Regions from separate parts of the Ovis aries genome. Here region 1 is linked to region 2. A link is a contact called in public Hi-C data. All regions are on one chromosome and are shown on one strand. The core of a region is the stretch at or near the end of the contact, and the rest is flanking DNA. Distances in the headings are between cores, read along the strand shown.

Region 1 (7,051 bases), core at 704-3,203, 180 kb before region 2:
TTTAATTAGAGTTGCTTGTTAAAGAAGCTGAGAATATCTTCTAAGTTGCCCAGACTAGGGATTTCCCCTTTTGTAAATAGAGAATATATGTCTAAATTCAGAATTTATGTTCAAGTCAGGGCCTACTTAGCTGCGATCTACACTTAAAACCACTAGGTGGCCTCAGTTATATAAGTGATAAATTTCCCTTGAGAGACCACAATTCTTGATAGACTTAGTTTTTATTAGGCAGTTTGTTTCTTGGGTGGAAAGAAGCAGTTTCTAGAGATGAACTGACTCTTGATAGAACAAGTAGCTTTCTGCTCTGCCGATGGTTGATTTAGTTTCATTTAGCTGCGGAAATGACAACCAAGCACCTCCTCCCTCCCTCTCCACCTTTCTTCCTTGCTTTTGTTGATTTTCCATCTTCTGTCAACCTCTTATGCATGTGCGTTTTATTTCATTGAGCAATAAAGAGCAGGCTCTACTTCATGAAGTGGTTTATTAGGTTTTATTACCGGAGACACAGGGCCTGAGGAAAAGGAGAAAAGAGGTGAAGGGGAATGGATGCTGTGTTTTCTGTCGGTTTCTGTGTTAGCAGCCAGAACCTGTCTGCATGGAGTCCTTGAAAGATGGAGAACAAAGGCTTCTAACCGAGATGTAAGAGCACCTAGGCCATGATTTCTCCAGCTTGGCACTGTCCACATTTTGGTCAGATAATTCTTCCTTGTGAGGGCCTGTCCTGTGCATTCTAGGATAGTTAGCAGCATTCCTGGCCTCTCCCCACTAGATGCCAGTGTCATCTCTCCTAACTTTCCCCAAAACAACCAAAAATGTCTCCAGACATTGCCAGTTTATCTCCTGGGTGGAGAATTGCCCCAGGTGAGAACTTTTGCCTTAAGTTGCAGTTATGAGATACGTAGGGACAAGTGGGCTTCCCTGATAGCTTAGTTGGTAAAGAATCTGCCTGCAATGCGGGAGACCCTAGTTCAATTCCTGGGTCAAGTGCAGGTATTACCATAGTGAGAACCACGTGAGTTATTTTGTGGTGATCCTGGTCATCTACATTGACAGGATGCAGTGCTTTTTGCCTTTCAGGTTATATATAATGATAAAAACATGGGAAGGCTTTTGATTTTCTCTATTCAGATTTGACGAATATGTACGTCTTATGGGAAGAGTTTGTGGGTAATGTATCCTTTCTGACAAACTAGACTGTTTTTTGGATGGGCTAAGTGATTTGCCATGGATAAAGGAGGGTGGGAAGTCACTGAGTCTTAACGTCAGATCCATTTCAGAGTTAGTCTATTTATATTCCCCATATAGATTATCAGAGTATATGACCTAGGGAATGAGACGCACAGAGATTATGTGTGGCTGTTTTCTTCACCCCTTAGGGACTAAGAAATGTAGCTAATTCATCATTGTCTTGTCTCCAATGCCTGGTGTACTGAGAGCACAATAAATATTTGTTGAAGTGAATCTTAAGTATTTTAGTCAGTGTGTGGTTTTTAGCTTTCTGGGCCTAAGGCTTGTCTAACTGTAAGTCAGGACTGATAATACCTGTTTTCTTGCTCAACTTCTAGGAGCTTTAGGAGGATGATTAAATAATGGATTTTCAGTGAAACTAATCAGCTGAGCTTATACTTCTAAGTGTTACACAGGAGTTGTCTCATTTCTGAAACATGTCTCTCAAAGGTGATTTATGGCCTCTGCCTTTACACACTTTGGGCTGAAGCAGAGGCTGCCATAGTTACTGTATGATCTGTAAGACTGATACTCTTTGACTAGTTCGAACAGGATCTTTTTAGCTGCTTTCAAATTCCAGAGCCTACTCTTTCCTTCTATCAGGTCTTTGTATTTGGTCTTGTTCTTGTATACTTTGAGAACGCCCACAGCCTGAAGCTCTGTGCTCTGCAACTCTTCATTTAGTCATAGGCTGGGTAAGTAACCATCCCAGAGAGGAATCTGAGCATTTCCATAATAGGAATGAACATGGTCAGGAAAGGCAGTGAGTGACTTATCTATCTGAGACAGTCTTCTGGCTTTTCATTACAATGAGATTACGCAGTCCACCCAAATCAAAACATTATGTAAGAGAGTCTGTATTTCTTATTAGACTATCATAGGTTTACTAGGTAATTCATTAGGCCCAGAATGAAACTAACATTTCAAGATCTTGGACTTGGAATAAAGTGTAAAACTGAATAGTGTTTTGTGTCTTTTGCATGCTCATTGCCACCATTGTGGATCAGTTCTAATTATAGAGCTTTTAGAGATTTTGTTCAGTCCGTAGGAGGGCCTTCTACAGATGAGAAAACAGGCTCAGAGATTTAGGTTAAAACAAGTTAAAACATACAAGTTTGAGTAGGACTAGAACCCAGATTTTTGAGGTCTCAATAGAGGCTCCTTTTTGCTGTATAGAAGGTCACAATTTAATGCCAACAAAAGCAAGGCAAGCAGCAAAGACGAATGAGTTGGGCTAGAAGTAAGCAATAGTGAGTGGTGGGGACTATAGCCACAACTTAGATTTATCCTCCCTAAATCTAAGTGAACGCCATGTAAATGAAGCTTTGACCAAGCTTCAGCCTATTGTGGCCAAGAGGGCCTTTGGTTTTTTTCAAGAGAAACCAAAAATAAAGATTTGTTATGTGACATTTCTGTCCTTTATTGTGCCCATCTTTGCATGAAATGTTTCCCTTGGTATCTCTAATTTTCTTGAAGAGATCTTTAGTCTTTCCCATTCTATTGTTTTCCTCTATTTCTTTGCATTGATCACTGAAAAAGGCTTTCTTATCTCTCCTTGCTATTCTTTGGAACTCTGCATTCAAATGGGTATATCTTTCCTTTTCTGTCTAGTCAAAGCTCTGGTTTTTCCAGTAGTCAGGTATGGATGTGAGAGTTGGGCTATAAAGAAAGTTGAGTGCCAAAGAATTGATGCTTTTGAACTGTGGTGTTGGAGAAGACTCTTGAGAGTCCCTTAGACTGCAAGCAGATCCAATCAGTCTGTTTTGAAGGAAATCAGTCCTGAATATTCATTGAAAAGACTGATGCTGAAGCTGAACTCCAATATTTTGACCACCTCATACAAAGAACTGACTCATGGGAAAAGACCCTGATGCTGGGAAAGATTGAAGGTGGGAGGAGAAGGTGACGACAGAGGATGAAATGGTTGGATGGCATCACCGAATGGACATGAGTTGGAGTAAACTCTGGGAGTTGGTGATGGATAGGGCAGTCTGGCGTGCTGCAATCCGTGGGATCTCAGAGTCGGACACGACTGAGTGACTGAACTGACTAACTGATATGAAGTTTCTTGAATTTTAAGTATTGCACCAAATTCATACTTCATTGTATGAATTAAATGAACAGGTGCACCTGTTCTGTTCTAGAGCCACAAGTTTCAAACCTCTGCTTCAGCAGGAAAACATCCATTTTTCCTACTGAACCTGTTTCCTACTGAACCTGTCCTAACTTCATGCCCTTTCCCCCTTCCATCTTATAAAATAAGAAGACAGATATTTGCCGAGCATCTACTGTGTGCCAGATGCTGTGGTAGACGCAGTTGCATGACTGCCAGTTTGTATCCCCTTTGAGACTTTCATTCAAAGCCCTGTATACACTCTGTCACCCCCACTTTTGGCTACAGATACACGGTTTATTTATTGCTATATAATAATAATAATAATAATATAGGGCTTCCTTGGTGGCTCAGACGGTAAAGAATCTGCTTGCAGTGTGAGAGACCTGGTTTCAGTCCCTGGGTTGGGAAGATCCCCTGGAGGAGGGCACGGCTACCTGCTCCAGTATTCTTTCCTGGAGAATCCCCGTGGACAGAAGAGCCTGGTGGGCTACAGTCCATGGGGTTGGTTGCAAAGAGTTGGACACAACTGAGTGATTAAGCACAATCTTATTCAAATTTGATAATGTCTGTCATCAGATAAGGTGACATAAGTGACATCAGATTGGTTGGGTATCAACAGGAACAATTAGCCCCAAATAAAGCCTTAACTTTTTTTTAAGGTAGCCTACCTTCCAGTCTTGCAGTATAATGAGGAGTCTTTCAGTAAAACACCAAATAGCATTCCTTCCTCTGGAGGCTGCCTAAATCTAAAGGATTCTCCTCCTTGCTTTTGTATCATACTTGGATTTTTGTTTGTTTGTTTTCCCTCTTCTCCCTGAAGCCTGACTAGGTACATTCTGTCTCCCAAGCTTCATACTCCCCTCTGTATACTTAGTGAGTCAGTCCCTTAACAGGGTTAAAAAAGAAGGCCAGTTTTCCACCTGCTAGCTTTTCTGGCACTCACTTTTAAGACAGCGCTCGGTTTTTGTTCCTTTTCTTTCACAGTGCCTTAAATGGCTCTTGCCCCAGATTGCTCGAGTCCAGCGGAATAGCTCAGGCTTCTGGGAAATAAGTCTTTCAGGCTAATGGGTTTGTGTGGCTTGGAGATAGACTGTGGTAATTTAAAAATCTTCTCTTGCTTTAGTCTCATTTAACACCTTGTCTAATAGTCCCTATATCTTGCTGAAAGTGGGAGAGGGAATAGTTTTATGGAAAGGACTGAGCCCTTGAGTGTCTGAACATTGGTATCATTTACACAGGTCTTTCTTTTGAACTTGATAGATGGCAGAACCCCTAAAGTCATGATAATTAAGTCATCATATCTCATCTCCTTACTTGTACCCTGTGAAGCCAACAAAATAGCCTTGTATACCTGGCTTGGCCTCAGACGTTACATCACCGCTCAACCTTTCTGTGTTGACATTGTATGGGCATAGCAGAGGTATAGGAATCTGTCAGGAAGTGCGATCCAGGCCAGTAAAGCAACCTAGAAAGTTATAGCTTTGCTTTTTTCTTTTTCCCTAATAATTCCATGCAGTGAAGGACAGGGAAGCCTAGCGTGTTGCTGGGGTCGCAAATAGTCAGACACGACTGAGCGACTAAACAAAAGCAACAGTAAAAACTCTGATTAAACTCACTTGGGGGCCTAGTGTACCATATGTTCCCCTTCAGTGGAAATAAAGGCACCCTTTCACAGGGGAGATTCAACTCTTGGGTTCTGTCTCCTTTGACTTGTTTTGTGTCAGCTCTTTCTTCTTGCCTTTCTTTTATGTCATATATTTTTAGCCCTTTGGGCTTTCTAGGTGGCACAGCAGTAAAGAACCCGCCTGCCAATACAGGAGATGCAGATTCAGTCCCTAGGTCGGGAAGATCCCCTAGAGGAGGAAGTGAGAGCCCACTCCAGTATTCTTGCCTGAAAAATTTGGTGGACAGAGGAACCTGGTGGGCTGTAGTCCATGGGGTTGCAAAGAGTGGTACATGACTGAGCAACTGAGCACGCACACACACATTTTTGGCACTTTAGCTTCAAAAGTGCTTTCATGTCATACTAATCCTCCCAGCGACCTTTGGGTGTAGTTGGACAGGTTCGATCCCCATATGACACTAAGGTCTAGTGTGGTTTGAAACTGCTGAACCAGGACTAGACTCAGTCCCTTGCCTGTGATGAACCCTGTTCCTCATAGGCATGCTGCCACCTGTGTTTTCAGATCAAGTGGTGATAGCCTCTTCCATGGGCTGATGAGAAAGAGCTGAACACAGAATATTGTATGTATTTTTTAGGTGAATATTTTAGGAAACTATTCTATAGAGAGAAGGTAGCATGAAAATAACTTATTAAATAAGCCATTTATAATTCTTTTCTAATCCTGAGCCTCTTTGAAAGTCTAAAATCTTTGAACACTCATTTCAGAAAAATGTACATATGCACACAGTTTTGCATATAATGTTAAGGAGTTTATGGAATTCCTGAAAACTAGGGGTTTCAAGTATTAGCAATCCCGAATTAAGATCTAACTCAAGTATTAAACCATCTTTTGGTTCATTTGCTGATGTAGAACTTAGAAAGCTTAAAAGGTTTTGGCGTGTATGCAGACCTACTAGATACAGTCTAGTTTTTAATTGTTAAACTGAAAAGGAACACTGCTGCTGCTGCTGCTGCTGCTGCTGCTGCTGCTGCTGCTGCTGCTGCTGCTGCTGCTGCTGCTGCTGCTGCTAAGTCGCTTCAGTCGTGTCCGACTCTGTGCGACCCCAGAGACGGCAGCCTACCAGGCTCCCTCGTCCCTGGGATTCTCCAGGCAAGAACACTGGAGTGGGTTGCCATTTCCTTCTCCAATGCATGAAAATGAAAAGTGAAAGTGAAGTTGATCAGTCGTGTCCGACTCATAGCGACCCCATGGACTGCAGCCCACCAGGCTCCTCCGTCCATGGGATTTTCCAGGCAAGAGTGCTGGAGTGGGGTGCCATTGCCTTCTCCAGAAAAGGAACACTAGGTGACCTGATATCTTCTTAGGAATAAATAGAATTGATGTGATCTGCTAACGCAGCGTGGTAGTGTTCCTTTAATGTATAGTTCCTGACTAGGAGTCTGGGCTCCACTTGGAAATCCCTGGTAGATATTAATGATGGGAACAGAGTATAACCTGGCTACTTGCCCTATGCTCCTTGTAGAGTTTACGTTAAGTAGCTTTACCACAGAAGAGAAATTGATTGCTGAAGGCCATCTGGTTGATGACGCCTCTTGCCCAGGTTTCCAAAAGAGTTTTGCCAAAGATTCATCTTTAAGTAACGCAGGCTACTTTGTTACAAGCAGCTGTTAGAGACTTAGAGTTGTTGTTTTTTTTTTTTTTTTAAATTTCTTTCCTACTGATTGTTTTACAGTTATTGGCTGTCTTTATGGAACGTTTCTTTGTTAATAGAATTTTTCCTACTCAGAACCCGTAAACGTTAGTTACTTTAATAAACCAAAGAATTCCAGGAGCATAGTGGAGCTAACATGGCAAATGATCCAAAGGAGCAAAAATCATATCACTTCACATGCAAAAAATAGTGTTAATGAGTATGCATATTTGTTTGCTTTTATTGGGAGCCAACAGATGTCTGTTTTCTCTTACCAAATAAAATCATGTAAACCTATGGCTTTGGCCATTTCCAAAGAAAAATATTCTTGTTTTTTTTGGATGATATTTGTGGCAGGCACTCAGTATAAATGATATGATCAAAGGTATATTA
Region 2 (7,083 bases), core at 4,512-7,011:
GACCGTCTGTGTGTCCTTGGACAAGTCACCGCCTTTCTGCCTCAGCATCCTCATTTGCATAAAGAGCAGTCTGAAGGTGGGTCTCTGGGGTCTCTTCTCCAAGGCTAGAATTCTTTGGTCAGGAAAGCAACCACATCTGACCGTCTCCAAACGCTGGCTCCTCTGCTGCCTGTCCACCTATATCAAGGTGATCCTAGTTCCTTATCCAGCCCCCTGTTTGCGATTTAGATGTCCAGATATCTGGAGGGACAGCTCATCTCTCCAATGCCTATCTCCACTTTCTTATAAATACTGTTCCTCCACCATCCCTTAAGGGTTGGAGGTCCTTGAGATTCTAGCCTTGGCTTACACACTGGGCAACCTTAGCTGCTTTCTTCACTTTATCTTCTCTCTTGATGCCACTGAGTCCTAGACTAGGGTCAGTCCAGCCTTCTCCTTGGAGCCTCCTCTTAAATCCGGAATTGCAGTGGGCATCTTCACCCGTTTGTGCCCCAGGTTTCAATACTGCGTACCACGCCTGGCCCTTGCAAACCTCTCTCCTCCTGCAGTCTCCATCTTGTCCTTCTAAGCCTTGTTCAGGAATCTTAGACAGCTCTTCCTTTGGCATTTAAGTTTCATTCATTCTGTTTTCTTCTTCTGTTCTTCTTTGACCTCTGCTACGCACATACTGTGCCTGCATCAGCTTTCACCTAGATGATGTCCAGAGGCCTTTGATCCCTCCTCCCAGCTCCCCCCTTCTCACTGGCCTCCATCACCCACACATAGCCAGAGGGTCCATCTAATAGCCCAAATAAGGTTGTACTGTTCCCTGCTTGAAACTTTTCAGTGCCTCCCTGGGGCTTTGTACCTGCAGCTCACATTCTTTAACATAGCTAGCAGAATCCTTCATGAGCTAGCACCTGCTTTGTTTTCGACCAACTGTTCCCAAAAAGGTGTCAGACTTCAGACTCTCTGCCACAGGAAGACATGCAGCCCTCCCCACGTGTGTGTCTCCCTGCTCTCTGTTTTTGGTGCTTTTGCACAAACTCTGGCTGGCTTCTCTGCCCCTCAGTGCTATAAAATATTTCCACTGCAGGTGGGGGTAGGGTGTGTGTGTGTGTTCGTTGGGGCCGTTTTTAAATGTGCACAAAGGCACTGAGTACATTCACACTGTTGTGCAGCCGTCATCACCAATACTCATCTCCAGACTTTTTCATCATACCACACCAAGATGCCATGCCATCATTAAATGCCAACCTGCCGCCATCTCCTTCTCCCCCAGCCCCTGCCCACCACCATTCTACATTCCATCTCTGTGAACTTGGTTGTTCTAGGTTTCTCATATTAGTGCAGTCCTGTAGTATTTGTCCTTTTGTGACTGACTGACTTCATGTAGCATAAGGTGCTCATGGTTCCTCCATAAAGTAGCATGTACCAGAATCTCCTTCCTTTTTAAGACCAGACAATATTCCGCTGTGTACATATGTTCCACATTTTGTTTCTTCAGTCATCTGTCATTCACACTTGAGTCGTTTCCACATTGTGGGTATTGTGAGTAATACTGCAAAGAACATGGATATACAGATACTGTGTAAGCCTCTGCTTCCAGTTCTCTTGGGTATGTACCCAGAAGTGGAATTGTTGGATCCTAGGGTAATTCTGTGTTGAATTTTTTCAGGAACTGCCATATGTTTTCCTCTAACTGCCTTTTATTTATTTTTTTAAGTTTTAAATGTATTTTTTTAATTGAAGGGTAATTGCTTTACAGAATTGAGTTGGTTTCTGCCAAGCATCAACATGAATACATATGTCCCCTCCCTCTTGAACCTTCCTCCCATCTCCCGCCCCATCCCACTCCTCTAGGTTGTTACAGAACTCTAAATGCCTTTTAGAATGTCCTTCTTACCTCTTCCTCCAACATTTCTTAGTTCAAGCAAATCTGGCATTGTTCCTTTTCATTTTTTAAAAACTCAGTTTAGGCATCTCCTTCAGGAAGGCCTCCCTGACCACCACCCTTTCTGTTCCTGCTTTGAGTGCCTGCCCTCCTCTGGGCTCCTGGAACACACGATTGATCCCTCTAGCACATCATTTGCCACATACATAGCAGGATCATTTTTGGCTCGTGTGTTTTCTCCCCACTGCACACCTGGCCCCGGAGGGCAGGGACCAACTCATCTATGTCTCAGGTGCTCAGCTCTATATACTTGGCAGGTAGGGGATGCTCAGCAAATACCAGAGTGACCGAACGCCCAGCTGGGCTTTCCAGATACCTACCAGATGCTTACACTGAACAGGCCTGTGCATGTCTGTGAGGCGGCTCTTCTGTTTCCGGGGGTGGGGAGAGACTGTCATCGAGACGATGCCTTCTCCTCCCTGAGTGTCTGTGGAGATGGTTAGGATGACAGGAAAAGGAAGGGGGGAGTCCCCCTCTCTGCAAGGGGACCTCTGCTGCCTGTAGAGGTCCTCTGAGTGTGGTCCCTGGACCACCCAGCAGAATCAGCAGGACTACTTAGCCACATGTGGGTTCCCAGACCTCCAAAGTCAGAAACTCAGGAGGAAGGGGAAGGGGGCCCGACGCCTATAGTCAGCAGGTTCTCCAGGTGATTTTGTGTGGACCGAAGTCCCAGGACTTTGCTACCTCCCTTGTGTTGGAGGAGTCCTGTTCCAGCCAGTGAATGTAGCTGGCAGTCAGGCTGGCGAACTCAGGCTTAGCAGGACCTAAAGGCTGGGGCTCTAGTTGGAGCAGCCCTCGCAGGGGAGGCGGGGTGGGCGGGGGTGGCGCATAAGGTACTGCCTCCATCCCACCTATTGGAAGGGAGCCCTGGGGCGTCTCATCTGCCCAGGGGGCAGTAGGGTACCTTCCCAGAGAGGGTGGGCTGTGGCTACAGCCTTGGGAAAGCCACACGTGGGAAGTCTTGATTTAATAATAAAAACCCAGCTGGGCTTCCCTGGATGCTGCCAGGCCAAGTGACATCTGTAGCAGGAAGTCTGTCCTGTGGAAGTCGGGTGGGGGGCCCTGGCGAGGGGGGCTCCCTGGAGAAGTGCTGCTCTTGACAGGATGAGCATGGCCCAGCATCAGGGCCACCATGCCCCTTGGGATCGCTCAGTCAGGCTGTCGATGTGCTCGGAAGTGGGGTGGAGAGGGTGCCGCTGGCCTGGGCTGGAGACTGCGGTGGGTGTAAGGTCCTGAGTTCGAGGATGGTGGTTCTCAGACCTCTCAGAGACTGAAAGCTGTGCCCAGGTCTGGGCACACGTTGCCCGTATACATTTTTCAAGTGGCTTCAGGGGATCCCTGGACACCTCCTTCCTGTGCTCTGAGCAGGGTATTTGGAGAACCAGCTCATCAACCCCTGCTTCCCTGAAGCTTCTGACCATAAACTCTGAACAGCAGAAGCTCCTGTGTGGGAAGCAGGGGTCAGGGAAACGGCCACTGAGTGAGGGTGGAGGGTTGACTTGGAGCTGAGCTGAGAAATGGACACAAGCTGTGGTTCTCAAATGAGAGAGGGGCTCTGTGGGCTACACACAGGGAGCTTTCCCCAGATACCCTAGTGTGACGCACACACTCTCTGGATCAAAGCAGTCTAGGCTAGGAGTTCAGGGCCTTTGCAGATGTTGTTCCTTCTGCCTTGATCGCCGTTCCCTGCAGTCTGGGTCTGCCCGCCTCCCACGAAGAGGCCTCCCCTGCCCACCTCACAGCTTGTTCACCCTCCTACCTGCCCTCCTCCTCTGCAGTCTCTTTGAAAGCATTTGTTTTAAGCGTGTTTCTCCTTTTTGGCTTTTTGTTCATTTGTGTATGTTGATGAATGTTGAAGATCTGTCTCTCCTCCCAGACCGTAAGTCCATGAAGGCAGCAAGCTGCTTTGTTCACCCCTGTATTCCTAGCACACAGCCAAGTCCTTTGACATATACTCAGGGCTTAATACAGACTTGTTGAGTGGCCGGAAGCAGTTTAGAGCTGAGAAGTAGGAGAACAGTGTTTCACTTCCCTTTCCACCCTCTCCGTCTGTTCAGGTGAACGTCTGGCCAAGCCCGAGAGAGGCAAAATGAGGGTGCACAAGATCTCCAATGTCAACAAGGCCCTGGACTTCATAGCCAGCAAGGGAGTCAAGCTGGTGTCCATAGGAGCTGAAGGTGAGTAGGGCCTGCCCCCTGGCTGTCCCCTACCCCCGTCCCACCCCTCTGCATCCAGCCGGATTTTCTACCCCCACCTCTTGGTTCTCTTGGCCTTTTCTAGCCTGACTCCTAGACCCACACATCCATGGGCACATTTGGAAGTAGGGCTCCCAGCACGTGGCTAGCCAGTGGATCCTTCATGTAAAAACATCACTTTCTGTCTAGTCTCTGTACCTTGGTGACCGTGACCTCAACCCCCCCACCCCCTCTCACCCCCCACGCCCTGCTGAATCATAGCGCTGTGGGATCCGTGGGATCTGCGTGTGTGAAATGCCACCTCCCCCTTCTGCAGGCCTGGCTGTGCTCCCCTGTCCTGAGCACAGAGTTCTGCAGTCTGGGGAGAGTGTGTGGACATCGGTGCGTATAGGGAGCGCCTGCAGGATGGCTGTCCAGAAGGCTTTAGGAACTTTTTTTTTTTGGCCACACTGCGAGACATGAGGGATCTTAGTTCCCGGACCAGGGATCAAACCCGTGTCCCCTGCACTGGAAGCATAAAGTCTTAACTGCTGGACTGCCAGGGAAGTCCCAGGAATATTCTTGATAACATTTCCCTGCAGAGCAGCTTCTTGAATTTTTTCCCTTTTACTTAAAAAAAAATTTGTTTATATACCTGAAACTAACACCAGATTGTAAATCAGCTATACTTCAATCTTTAAAAATTGTTTAAAGTTCAGTTTAAACCATTATTAGCATGTTCTTAATGGTTAGAAGCCGGTGGCACAGTTTCTTGTGTGCGGTTCTGAAGGACTTGGAGAGGGTCAAGGTGATTAGAATAAAGTACCATAACCAGGCCCCATGAGGACTGTGTCCCGTGGATTCATCAATGGATTGGGCACCTCTGTGGTGCCAGAGATTAAAAGGTGAGTAGTATACAGTCTCCATTCATTCACTGTAGATATAACCTTGACTGTGATTACTGATCACCTGTTCTGCAGCAGGCACTGTGCTAAACCCCTTTGTACCAGTGATCTCATTTCATCCTCGCCATAGCCCTATGAGATGGCTCAAATTGTTATCCCCATTTTACAAAAAGAAAACATGTGCCTAATGAAGATTAACTTGTCCAAAGTCCCATCTTCAGCAAGTGGTAAAGCCGGAACTCAAATCCAGGTCAGAGTGACACTAGAGAAATGCCCCAGAGGGTGGCCTTTCCTTACAGAGGGTGCAGGGTGTTGTTCCAGTAAATCCATAGCAGCTGATCTTTTTCTCTGGTTGATGATCTGAAAGTCCTCCTTCTTTTTTCTGAAAATTGAGGGATTTGATGTGGCAAAATCAAACTGAGAAACTTGAGCACAGGGGCTGGCAAACTACAGTCCGTCGGGTCAAACCTGGCTGACCCAGGCTTTTGTAAATATTGGAACACGGGCACACCCATTTGTTTACATATTATTGGCTGCTTTCCTGCTGCAGGCAGAATTGAATAATTGTGTCAGAGACCATATCCCCGCAAAGCTGAAAATATTTCCTATCAGGCCCTTTACAGGAAAAGCTTGCTGACCCTTGCCTTATCAGGGACTCAGGCTAGCACTTGGGGTCATTGTGGGTGGTGCCTTCTGGGTCCCATCCCGAGCTGTGAGGCAGAGCTCCTGTCTCCTGCATCCTTGTGGCCCCAGCTCCCAGCGGCATGCTGCACAGTCAGTGCTCAGTAAATGTTTGACGGCCTCGTGTACAGCAGGGTACCGAAGAAGAAAAGAATTGTTTGTTCTCTTAGGGAGGAATCAAGACTGGGCAGAAAAAGTTTCAGCTAAGCAGGGATGGGAAGCCAAAGAAATTACCACTCTGGTGGTCTGCTACAAGCTCAGATGCCCCTGGGGCAGGGAGGTAGAGGATGTGTGAGGTGGGCCAGATGTGTGAGGTGGGTGACAGTAGGGATGAGTGGGGAGAAGTGGGAAAAACACGTTCTTCTAAGCAGGGCAGCTGCTGTGTAGATCTAACCAATTGTTGCTGAGTGAGAATACATATCCAGTGTTGCCAGATGTTCTGATTTTTTCAAAAGAAGCCAGAAATCCAGATTTTTATAAAGGAGAATGTAACAACTACCATAATATATATATATATATATATAGGGAGAGAGAGTCCCAGGTGGTGCTAGTGGTAAGAACCCGCCTGCCAGTGCAGGGTACAGAAGAGCCTGGGTTTGATCCCTGGGTCTGGAAGATCCTCTGGAGAAGGGAATGGCTTCCCACTCCAGGATCCTTGCCTGGAGAATCCCATGGACAGAGGAGCCCGATGGGTTACAGTCCATGGGGTCGCAAAGAGTCAGACACAACTGAAGCGACTTAGTGTGTGCACACGCGCACACGCACACACACACGTATGTATGGTAGTAGTGTTAGTCGCTGCATTGCAGGCAGATTCTTTACTATCTGAACCACCAGGGAAGCCCGTGTGTGTGTCTCTGTGTGTCTGTCTGTGTGTGTGTGTCTGTATGTCTGTGTCTGTGTCTGTGTGTCTGTGTGTGTGTGTCTGTGTCTGTGTGTGTGTGTGTCACTGAATACCAAAGGGGAGGAAGAAAGAAGATGGGCAAGAGTAGCACTTGCTGAGGTCCAGATCTGCGGCTGGCCAGACAGGACAGAATGCTTTAACAGGCTTGTTTCACCAGCCATATTTTACAGTCAAGGAAGCGAAGGCTCAGAGGAGTTGCTAGAATGGAAGTGTGTAGTATGTTGACCACAGGGTCTGGGCCAGATGGCTTCCATTTGGCAGAACGCAGATTAAACCCCAGGGGTTTGGACTCCAGAGCTGAGGTCTAAACCTCTCCAATCACCAGGGCACTGCTGCCTCTCTGCAGGGGTCCAGGACAGAACCTTCATGTCTGATTTTCCTCAGCTGTGAAGTGGCGGGTCACACTAGCTGTGTGGTCTCAACAGAGGGGTAAGGAGCACAGCCAGACAGGGGCATAAACTCTAACCACCACCTCTGTTCTCCCAG

What was found. Hi-C and Micro-C count contacts between places; a contact is called where the count stands out from the background.
Region 1: a Hi-C map of liver shows a contact between it and region 2, with 4 times the contacts expected there. The contact joins two enhancer-like sites. A contact is called at or near these places in 11 of 16 Hi-C or Micro-C datasets (blood, hypothalamus, liver and 5 more).

Annotation. Positions count from the first base shown.
Region 1 is chr7:78,967,388-78,974,438 of ARS-UI_Ramb_v3.0, reverse strand. The region is part of intron 6 of DCAF5 (DDB1 and CUL4 associated factor 5); the gene reads left to right. Among named protein-coding and RNA genes, the nearest start is that of DCAF5, 54 kb to the left of the region's middle. Within about 2 kb of position 1,953, at least 8 of the 54 cell types and tissues checked have an H3K27ac peak or open chromatin away from gene starts, as enhancers often do.
Region 2 is chr7:78,789,324-78,796,406 of ARS-UI_Ramb_v3.0, reverse strand. ACTN1 (actinin alpha 1) reads left to right here. Exons shown (of 22, transcript XM_027971947.2): 3 at 3,991-4,110. Among named protein-coding and RNA genes, the nearest start is that of TRNAG-CCC, 6.3 kb to the left of the region's middle. Within about 2 kb of position 5,761, at least 8 of the 54 cell types and tissues checked have an H3K27ac peak or open chromatin away from gene starts, as enhancers often do.